Regions from separate parts of the Hordeum vulgare genome. Here region 2 is linked to region 1. The links are chromatin contacts, called in public Hi-C maps. All regions are on one chromosome and are shown on one strand. Each heading gives the region's core, a stretch centred on a gene start, on an enhancer-like site or on the middle of the called end of the contact. The rest is flanking DNA. Distances are from core to core; before and after follow the strand shown.

Region 1 (5,913 bases), core at 2,518-5,017:
ACCGATTTCCAACCTGTTCTATCTGCTGCTAAAACAGTCAGGGATTCCACACTAGGGGTAGCTTCTGACTATATGCCGGTACGGACCACATCGCTGCATCCCAACTTTTATTATTATTTTCAAGCAACCCAACTTAAAACATCACAATCCATCACTACTACAAAAATAGGTTAACATAAACATCATTAACACTAAAAAACTTGGGGTGGATTAATGTGGTTAAGCTACAATAAAGCTGGATTCCATCTCATATTTATCCCCTTTTCAGATAAATTATTACAGAAAATACCAATTTGAACAAAGATAAAAAGATCATGCGCTACTCACCTTCTGACTGGAGAATTTGAGCACGCTTTCTCCTTTCTGCCTCTGCTTGCATCTCCATAGCATTCTTCACACCCGATGGAGGAGAAATGTCCCCTGCAAAGTCGGTTTAGAAATATCAGAAATTTAACAGATATATAAATCTAACAGGTCAAAAAACAGAAAAATGTACTGATCTCAGAGGGAAGTCCTATGCAGAATTGGTTTAGAAACACCAGAAATTTAACAGATATAACTGTAATATCAAAAACAGAAAAAACATACTGATCTCGTAACGAAGACACTTCAAGCCCCAGTCTGTCGCAGCCTCATTTATGGACCTCTGTGAAAAAAGAATTTCAGAAGGTACCATGTATAACTGTGCTGAAGTATGATAAGGAGATGGAAATAGTGAAGCCCGCTACATTAGAGGAAAAAGAGCACATGACTTTGTAAGATTAAGTTGCATCTTGGTTAAGGATGCTAGTTAAAAGGGGCATGATTTTAAGATACAGCTACTTCATGACAAACATCTAGTGACAGTGATCCACATAAGGAGGCAATCAATCTTCAACGGAATTGTACAATTATTCTTCAGAGAGGAGCTTTATATATAGAAACTAGGATGTTGTTGCCGAAAACTCAGATGCAATAAAGTTATTTTACCTTTCAGGCTTTCACATTTAATGTTACTGTCCAAAGTGAAGACGCCTGCTGTTTTTGCAACTGCTCTTTATATTCCATGTTTATATTTGTAAGTTAATTCCTCGTTCTTGCAAAAATTATTTAATACATAAACAAACATTTATTTTACCAGCAGTGCAATGTAAACAACCACACTTAACAAACTCTAGCGATTCTGAATAAATGAGATGAGAACAAGGATTTCTTGGTATATAGATGATGTACAAACCATAGTATGAACAAGGATTTCTTGGTATATCTGTTTATGCTCTTTCCACTGTACAGGTTCATAATGAGCATTCTTGTTATTTTTACTAGTCTAATTTATGTATATGCAAATTAACTAAGAAAAAGGAAGTTATTATAATGAACAAGGATTCCTTGGTACATAGATGATGTACAGACCATAGTATTACAGTTAACATAAGAACACTTCCCATTACTTTAATTACTTGTAATAACTTGTAGGTGTTGTTTTCTGCAACAGTTGCCTTGATATAGAAAGAAAAACAAGTAGTTCAGATGCAAACAAAATGTCATACCACAATCTTCTCATTCAATGTGTCTCTCTCTTCAAAAGTCTTGTCCAAAGTTATCTTTCCAAGCTCACTTCTCATAGTTGTCTGCGCAAGTTGAATGACTGCAAAAATGGGATTCTCCACGCCATATGAAGCACGGTAGGGATCAACAATCTGCAAAGTTGGAAAACAGAAAGATAAGAACTAATCAACTGTGACCAAATTATCTGAAAGTGTCAGATATCCTCAAGACAGATAAAGCAACCTTGCTTAACTTTTACGATCAAACAAAACATATACATACCCCAGAAATACAAATCTAACTACCAATTATGCCATTCATCACAGCAGCCATCCACCTTGAACCATTTCAACAGCATTGAATAAAAAAAACTAAGTGTGGTCCCATGAAGCCTGTGAAGATTACATGACAAGGAAGTGAGCAGCACATGTACAAATACAACTCCTTGCAATGGAGCTTTACCTCCATATCCCCAAACAATCTAAACAGGATATACCCCAAACCATGTGAAATGCTGAACAATGGACCTACAAATTACCAAGAGAGTACCTAAGTCGATTATTATTACAAATGTATGCACCCTCTGCCAAAGAAATTTGAACAGCAGCATATCTACGCACTTGCTTTTAAAGTCAATTGTTACTGCTGTGGCCCTAGGTCAGACCCTAACACATTTGTGCACCACAAGTCCAGAGCCTTGTTCATTATGGACCCTCAGCAACTACACAGATGCACATAAGCCAGATTAACATGGACAGCAGACAAGGTATGGAAGAATGATACAAGTGCCAACATCCCAGTCAAAACTAGAAGTATGGAACAACATTGGTTGATATCATGTAACTGACAGGGGATTACAGGATGAGGCCGTGCATCACCTTAGGTTTGCTAAAGCTACAGCTGTTCAAAGTGAGCCCATGCATTGATCACATTAAACATAGGCCATGACATCTACAGCTCAATGCAATCAGAAGGAGCATGCTATACCCATCCTCAAGTCCTACAGAAGTAGAGCAACCTATACCAACTGGACACCCAGTGCAGCAGTGCCACAATAAACCCCATTATCCCCACAGAAGTAGAGCAACCTGCACCAACTGAACATGCAGTACCACAATAAACCCCAATATCCCATGCTGATAAATACCGGAAAAAAAATACCAACTATAGGATATCTTTTCTGTCCTAATACAAGGCGAGCTGACTCTGTGAATGTTTCAGAAGTGGATAACTAAGGTGAACAGAAATCTTTAGTTTGCTCAGGAAGTGGCCACAAGAGGAGGAACCTAGAAAATGTGCTCCCATAATTTACAAGTATAGGCATCACACACGAAATCAGTTTAACAACCAGATGAAATTGTCCTAAACTCCAAATGAGTATTATCTACACGTCTTCACCCTCCCAACTTGGTTCTCCAGAGTAATTTTCAGTGCAACAGAACTTCCGGATTGGAGTATCAAACCACCACCAACAGCAGCAATACAGCATGAACTTGAAGCTATAAAAATCCATCGTTGAGGCGCATTTCTAAGACCAGATGATATGCCCTAATTCAATGTGATGGTGGCTCATGACAACATATCACACGAAACTTGTCCCGAAACACGCAGCATTCATCCATCACTCCCCTAGACGACCGGAAAAGCACCAGACCCCTAGAAGTAACAGCAGAAATGCAGCCTCGCTAGTGAGGACCAAAGAGGCAAGGCGAGAACGAGGTATACCTTGACGTAAAGGACGCCGTCGATCTGGATGACCACGTTATCCTTGGTGATAGCAGACTGGTCGGGGATGGGGATGGCTTCCTCCTTGAGAGAGTGCACGTAGGCGATGCGGTCGACGAGGGGGACGAGCCCGTGGATCCCGGAGTCGAGCGTCTTGAGGTACTTGCCGAAGCGCTCAATCACGAAGGCCTTCTTCTCCGGTACGATGCTCACGCCCCAGTTCACCGGCGTGCTCAGCGCGTCGAACCTGATACCACACGGCGAAACGTCAGGCCGCTAGAAGGTTCCGGAACGCGGACGGAAGAGTTAGGGATTTAAGCGTTACCGTGAAACCTCGTCACGGGCGTAGTAGCGGGACATGGAGCGGGCGGCGCCGAGCTGGCGGGGAAGGAGGAGAAGCTGCCGCGCGGGGGCGGCGGATCGGCGGAGGAGAGTCGCCATCGTGCGAAATCGGAAGGGAAGAAACTGGTGGGCTTTTCGGGCGACTCGGGTAGACGGAAGGAAGTGTGAGGTTTTCCTCCGGTGATTTAGGCAAGTCGATACTCTTTTCTATTTATTTTTCCTATTTTTTTCTATCACAAAAATAATACCAATAAAAACTTCAAATATTATTCTTTTGGACCAATGGTATAACATTTGTGACATTCGGGCCTGTTTGGGACTGCTCTACTCCAGAAAATTCAGCTCCGCTCTAGAAAATATAAGCCAAACGGGGTAGCTTCACGATATACAGCTTCAAAAAAAACTAGAATCTAGGGTCCAACTTCATGTTTTTTATGAAGCTCTCTAGGAGGTGCTTCATAAAATTGTAGAAGCTGGAGTTTGAGCGAAATTACCCACCACTGTCACCCGTAAGTGGATACCCCTTCGTTTCTCCCCTCTCATCCAATCAAATAGATCATTTCCACCAAAGTTTCCATTAGTGAAGCTGGAGTTGGATAAAAGCCAAACGTTCTCTTTGAAAAAGCTACAACTTTCGTATGAAACTGCTCCAAAGTGGATCTGATGGAGTGGAGCTGCTTTTGATGGAGCGGAGCGGTCCCAAACAGGGCCTCAATTCATATCACACTGATAAAAAAAATAACTCTTCCTCATGTGAACCAAAAACCCTCTCCTCACGGACTACCCCAAGAGAGAACTTCAGCACGCTCCCGCCGTGCGTCACTCCGACCTCGGCGTCCACCCCTCCCGTCGTTGGCCACTCCGGCCACGGTGGCCACCACCCGCCCCGGCGCCCGCATCTCCGGCTACGGCGCCTCCCTCTCCCCCCTTCCTCGCCACGTCTCCCTCCCCTTGGTCGATCATGTCGTCAAGCTCGAGATCTGTGAACTCCACCTTCCCTCGACGGGAGCGGCCAGTCGTTTCCGGCTTGGGTATCTCCTCGACGTCAGAGAAGTCGGCGGCCGACGCTTCACCGGGGGTGCCCCAAGCCCCGGGCGCAGAGGATGTATACTGCCGACGTCTTGCGCCGTGGCAAGAAGCTCCACCGTTCAGGAAGACTCTTTGGAAGCGCAGGCATGGCGTCGGTCAGCCGGAGATTGCGTCGGCCTCTCGCCTCACTCCCCTGACCCGCAAGGAAGTCGACCCCGAGACGTGTGACAAGTGCTTCAGATGCCTGGAGAAGGGGCACTAGCGGAGCGACTTCACGAACGACATCGTGTGCTTACGTTGCAGCATGCCTCGTTATGAAGCCAAGGACTGCAAGAGGCCGCGAAGCCCGGCGCCGAAAGAGGAGCTACAGCGCGAGGATGTTGCAAAGGTGGACAGGTGGTCGGGCTCGATTGGCGCGGTCAGGGGTCCCACGGCTTATCGGCACATTCGTTCCCCCCTCCAGCGCCCCCCCCCCCCCCCCCCGCTGCGGCGATGACTACACCGGTCTAGCCCCCGCTCTCGGCCCCTAGGCTGTACGTGGAGGTTGACACGGAGATGAAGGCATCCGAGCTCTGCGTCATTCGGTGCACGGATGCCATGGCTGACCTGGAGCGGCAGCTCCAGCACGCCATGGTTGCGTACCTCGGCGGCGCCCGGTGCGATGTGTTGTCGCGGTTCGTGCTGCAAGGACTGTAAGAAAAGCTGAACATCTGTGTTAATTGGGTCTCGGTGCGTTCCTACAGGCCCGAGATTTTCCTGGCGGTGTTCGCGCGACAGGATCACGGGAACAGACTAGGGCAGAATCCGATGGTGGAGTTCCAGGGCGTTCGTCTGTTCTTCCGCCAACGGAAAGGCAATCGCAGGCGGTGCACGTGATTATGAGGTTCAAGGTGATGGTCGAGATCGAAGGTATCCCCCTGCATGCTTGGGATCGCGGTTGTCACGCCCAAGATGCGGTCCTATCCTTATTTTGGCATGAGGGCCTCGACAGGGATAGAAACGCATCTCGTCGTTTCACAAGAATGGATATCGTTACAAGTACATGTACTGAAAAGATGAGTATAAGGAGTTGGCTTACACTCGCCACAAGCTACATCAGAGTCACATCAGTACAATACATACAATCATCAAGAAGAAGAACAGGGTCCGTCTACGGACGAAAACAAACGATGTCCATCCTTGCTATCCCAGGTTGACGCCCTGGAACTCATCCTAGATCGATGAAGAAGAAGAAGCAACTCCAAATAGCACAATCAGCGCGCTCACGTCAAAGTAACTCTTTACCTGTAC
Region 2 (5,913 bases), core at 2,452-4,951, 230 kb after region 1:
AGAAGAGCCACCGACAGAACTGGCAAGATCATGCGTGCTGCGAAGCCTCCCCTCTTCCTTGGTGCTCTCACATGTGACTGGGGACCACACTCCTGCTTGTTCTCCTTGTCGCTTTTCTCTGCTGTCTTCCGCAGCCTCGTAAGAGAATTAGCTTCTGGATCAAGCATTGCAGCATCAGCATGTCAGTAATATGTTGAATAGGCTTATCAAAGCAGAAGCAACAATAACAAGATAACAAGATGTATAATAGCTCAGCAGACTAGTTACCATGATCAGGCATGTACATATGCTCATCAGCATGACTGTTGCCAGCAAAACCAACATCATCAAGGAAGTTTGTATCCACATGCTCGTCAATCTGGAAGGCAAATACCAAAACATTATAGTATTACTTCAACGACATAGATTACAAACTTTAGATCATTGCCAGGCATCATTGTCATGCAGGAATTCATTGACAGGCCGAATAAAGAGGGCCCAGGAACAGGTCATAAACAAAGACAACTTCCACGCATTCTACAATGAAACTAACCGTAGGACCTCCAATATTTATCTTTTACCACAAAAGTTCAGTTGAAAAATTAGTTCAAGCGTAAGAAGCCCTCACCTCAGCTTCCAGCCCTTCGTTTTCACTTCCATGTTCTATAATGCAACTTGACAAACCATCAACACTGGAACATGATCCTGCGTCAAGGTTCGATTGTAGCCGCAACCTTCGCACTGCAGTCCCCTGTTCGGTGGTAAATGAGTTATCTGTGCTTGAACTTGGAGCAGTGCGTCGGCTCACAATATTAATCCCTGTTGCCTCAGCATCAGCTTCATCGGAAGGCGCATTTGAACTTGGAGCAGAGCGCCGGCCCATAATAGTAATCCCCGTTGATTCAGCATCATCGCGGTCGGAAGGCACACTTTTAGTTAGAGCACGGCGCCGGCTCATAATAGTAACCCCGGTTGACTCAGACTCATCTACATCTGCAGATGATTCAACAGATTCACTCCTATATTTCGAAGTTACAATATCTGATTCTTCATCTTCATGTTCATCTCTGGTCATGCTCTCTCTACTCTCAACATTGACATCAGACAATGAATCTAGTAGCCGAAGCCTCCTGCGTGCAATGCCCTGTTGAGAAAATATATAGTTCGGATGCACAGTAGACTGTAACTGCTGATGCATGGGATTAAATCCAAATCCGTTGCTCCATACATCATTCTGCCAACTTGAATCGTCCATGCTATTGAACAAATCTTGCAAGGACTCGTCGCCGGAGTCCATGGAAAGTACATCAGGATTAGTGCCATAAGGAAGCAATGGTGCATTCTCATATAATCCACTTGGTTGTGGATTTGTGTCATCTGACAGAAAATTACCAAACCAGTTTGGATCATCATATAGCAAATCACCCTGAGCCTACAGAGAACAAACATATATAAGAAGGCAGACAATAATCGTAACATATACAGCAGATGCAAAAAATAAATATTACCTGCATAATCCCATTGTCTGAATCGTACTGAACTTTACATGCAGTTGACGAAAGCTCGTCTGGATCAGCAATTGTTTCATTCAAGAAATCTTCCACCGAATTATGAGTTAAATGAAGTAGAAGATTGTCCAAATGGTCATCCGGTAACATGGGGGCAGAAACGGTGGCAAACTCATGAGAACCGAGATTTTTCGTCTGTGAATCAATTAGGTGAGCCAGAGAGCCAACTGACAGATCGGCCTGCTATTATACATCATAAATCATTATGAGGACTTCAGGACCTGAACTCACTTTGAGAGACTGTACAGTTAAATATTGCATGATATAGAGGTACACAGTTCTGCTCACCTTGGGACTTTCATCGACACCACGATGAAAAGGCATGCCTACATCGTTTGCTTCATCTGTCCCGGGATTGCCATTTCGGTCTGCAAGCCACCTTGTAACCGGGGCGCCCAGAGTTTCAATTGTACATGGCAACTCAATTGGACATCCATGCAGACCAGATTCAGGAGATTCCTTATTTATGAGTGTGATAGCTTCCTCGTTTGCTTCCATATTGTCAGGAGTAGAACGAGATGGAGTGGGAGAGTAGCCACTTCTATCCATTTCCTCCGGAATGGAGCGCTCAGTTTTCTCCACTTGCTTTTGAAATAGGCGGTACAGAACATAGCCACCCTGAAAGTACACAAATATCAAAGCAGAAGTATCAGACAATTGAGGTAGTAGAAACTATTTCCAATACAGGGGCAAAAAGAAAATGTTTATTCATTTTTGACTACTAAAGCGTGCAGACAATCGGATCTGTACTGTGTTGATTATGTTATTACTTCATTTTATAGGCTAAAATCAAACTGGTAGGTTTCCCAGGATGTTCGTCGATGAGCCTGTTATATCTAAGAACATACTTAGGACCGAACTGTGAACAGAATCTAACAGCACCGCCACAAAAAAACAGAAAAAGAAACAGATAGAGGCCCAGACCTGCTCGCCAGACTCAAACTCTGGCTCGGTGGTGCGGTACTCGTGCATAATCCAACCAGTGCGCTCCCCTTTTGGAGCACGTCCTCGGTGGAACACAAGGGTCTTCTTCATGCCAATCATATGCTGCTTTTTCTTCTCGCCCTTGGACTTGATGACCCTGTCCTTCCCGGTAGCCTTCCAGTACCCGGCCTCCGTCGCCCTGTTTGACCTGCTTCCATTGGGATATTTGCGGTCCTTGGGTGCAAAGAAGAACCACTCTGGATCCTCCGAGCGGATCAAAGCTTTATCTGCAAGCACCACAATACCCGCGTCAGAAGAAATGGAATCTTGATCCAAAGGTATGACATTCAAATTACTAAATAGCACCATGCCCAATAGTTCCAGCAGCATCGCACCAAATCGCATCTCGGAAAGAGGGTATACTAGAGAAATATAGCAGACATCAAGGGAATCGTATCAAATATCAGCACCCCGAAGACCTTTTTTACTGAATTTTGCAGCCTCCAAACAGCACGATGCAAACCGCGAGAATCAACCAGTGAATCCAACGAGCTAAAAAAAATGTTTGTTGTCCTAGGGATCAGAATCCCGCAAACCGAACGCACCGACGGAGAAACGCAACAACAGACTTGCTGGAGTGGTTATATGAACAGCAACGCGTTCAAAATGGGGGGAAATCAAACTCAAGAACCCAAATTAGGCACGATTCGCAGCGACCAAAATCAGAAACCGCAAAACAAAAGACCCAAAAATAGCCAGTAGCCCCCGAGTCCAACCCCATACGAGACGATCATCCAAGCTCCCAAGACCAAAACATCCCCACACACAAGAGGCGGCAGGAGAAGCAGTACCTGGGAGGTCCCACGGCTCGCACTTGCAGACGTCGATCTCCGGGATCACCTCGACCTCGTTCTTGATCTGCCCCGTGATCTTCCCCTTGAGGTAGTGCCTGACGAGCTCCTCGTCGGTGGGGTGGAACCGGAAACCGAGCGGTAGCGCCTTGAGCTCCATCACCGTCATCCTCCTCCACTGTCCCAAGCTCTCATCCAACGACTACAAGACCCAACCCGGTAGGAGATTCGGAGCCCAGGGGATATACTTAGCAGCGAAGGAAGCGGAGGGGAGTGGATTTTGCCTAGGGTTTGGTCGGATTTGGGGATTTTTAGGGGGAGGACGCGGGGAGGAGACGTGTGGGAGAAGAAAGCGAGTGCCGCGTGACTTCCTTTACCGTGTCCGGAATTTGCTCTGTATATACCCCCTCGTCCGAGTTTACCCTGTTGATGACCATCGTATTACGGTTCGGCCACTGCCGCCGGACCACGCCGCCCACTGTCGAGTGATCCTCGAAATTAAAGCAAAGAGAAAGCGATGGCAACCGCAAAGCAAAGCCCCAAAAAAACACGTACAAAGCTATCTATATATATATCTCCCCTGATAATAAAGCCTGGCTTTTTTGCAAAAACACCCTCGCTTTTCCAATATTCAACCCGTTGTACGTTTTTAAGTTATAAAAAAAATGTTTCGTTTATATTTAATAACCCCCTCCCCGGCTTATCCATTGCCGTCCAGAGGAGGGGGCGCATATCACCCTCATCTGGATCCTCCGTCGTCCCGCTTCCTCCGCCATTGCCATCGTCTGTCGTCCCATCCCCCGTGCACCCCGACCGGCCTCGTCTTCGTGGCGCCCTTCTTCCCGCGCTGTCCGAGACCTTCGCGCGCGATTTGCCGCCGCCCGAGGCCCAGGGCGCGGCCCGATCGGAGGCGTCTAGGGCGCGGCCCGTTGACGCCGGATGTCGCTGTCGGTGATGCTCCTCCGAGAAGGGGCGAGCCAGTGGAGCCGGATGTCGCTGCCGGCGATGTTCCTCTACGAGGGCGCGGCCTGATGTCGCCGGATGTGGCTGCTGGCGTTGTTCCTCGGCGAGGGCGGGGCCCTATGGCACCGGATGTCGCTGCCGGCGATGCTCCTGGGCTAGGGTGTGGTTGTGCTAGGGCGCGGTGCAGCAGCGTTGGCGATTTGGATCGGAGCCGTGGCGATCTGGATCAGAGTTGTGGCGACGGCTGACCAAGGGCACAACTGGCTAATCGCTACATCAGTATGTGCGTGGCTATCTAAGCCATGGCTTCGGTGTGGCTCATGTCCCATGTGCTGCCCTTTCCTCTATTTTGGTCTATGGAGACGAGATGCAACAGCAGCCTGATCCTTCATCAGCCCTTGAGTGGCATCTAATTTGTCCTTTGCTTGATCAATGTAAACGTAAACAGAGAGATGGGATGACCCAATGGCTAATCAGCTGAGATATTGATTTGATTGATTGAAAGATAGCATGAAGTGAGTGCACAGAAAGAAAGAAAGCTCGCCGGTCACGACGGGAGGCGCCGGCACGCCGGCAACAACCTGAAAGTGATTAGGGCAAGGCGTAAGTTAGGAACTAAATAAAACTAGCGTTATGTATTTTGCTTCTCCTTACCGATAGAGGCATGATTAGCTATTTCCATTTCGTTTTCTTCATACAATGATAAAACTTTCAAGCAATACTTGCGTACAATGTACATACATAATCTTTTAGTACTACTCCCTCCGTTTTAAAATAAGTGTCTTAACCTTAGTATAACTTTATATTAAAGCTAATACAAAGTTAAGACAATTATTTTGGGACGAAGGGAGTATTTTATTACATGTTCATATCTAAGAAAACATGTTCGGACTTCACTAAATCAAGCAAATTAGCACAATACGGATATCAGCAAGAATGCGGAAATATGTTTGACTTGAATTAAACTGATGCATCTTATATTCTAAAATGTCTACATGTGTTTACATAAAACCGTGGTTGAAGATGAAAGGCACCAAGGATGCACAATGAAGGGCCCGGGGGAGGCAAGAAAAGAGCTCGGGTGAGATAGCCGTGAGTGAGGCGCGTCTCGACTCAAAAGGGCAAGGTGATGGTAGGTGGAGCCGGAATAGTGCAAAGGTGTGCCAACCGAACCCATGGTACAGGAATTGGAGGTGGACGCTATTTCAACTCTGATCCTACTTAAACTCGGTATCATTTTACATGGTCATTACTGTTTTCTCCCGTTGCAACGCACGAACCCTTTTCCTATACCTTCCTAAAGAAAATAGGTATTCTTAGTCCGTCATGTTATTTTTAATATTAACCCATAGTATATTTTAAATGTTTTTAAAATACTCATATCTTCTAAACCGTAACTCTAAATTTAACATATTATATATGAAATTTGATTAGAAAATGTGTATAATTTAAATATGATGTTATTTTACCTGTTAAACATTTAATAAAAATACTCTAGGATGCAATCTTAATAAATACTCCCTCCGTTCCTGAATATAAGACCTTCTAGAGATTACACTATAGACTATATACGGAGCAAAATGAGTGAATCTATACTCTAAAATATGTCTATATACATCCGTATATAG

The links. Hi-C and Micro-C count contacts between places; a contact is called where the count stands out from the background.
Region 2: a contact with region 1 is called in a Hi-C map of seedling, with 4 times the contacts expected there. The contact joins the promoter of LOC123407041 here to the promoter of LOC123407370 in region 1. A contact is called at or near these places in 3 of 6 Hi-C or Micro-C datasets (leaf and seedling).

What each region holds. Positions count from the first base shown.
Region 1 is chr7H:373,444,811-373,450,723 of MorexV3_pseudomolecules_assembly, forward strand. LOC123407370 (stomatin-like protein 2, mitochondrial) reads right to left here and starts at 3,768. Exons shown (of 9, transcript XM_045100485.1): 1 at 3,578-3,768; 2 at 3,253-3,499; 3 at 1,530-1,679; 4 at 589-646; 5 at 328-420. The coding sequence starts at 3,693.
Region 2 is chr7H:373,672,268-373,678,180 of MorexV3_pseudomolecules_assembly, forward strand. LOC123407041 (protein NTM1-like 9) reads right to left here and starts at 3,702. Exons shown (of 7, transcript XM_045100077.1): 1 at 3,323-3,702; 2 at 2,472-2,758; 3 at 1,836-2,165; 4 at 1,488-1,730; 5 at 608-1,405; 6 at 268-358; 7 at 1-154. The coding sequence starts at 3,491.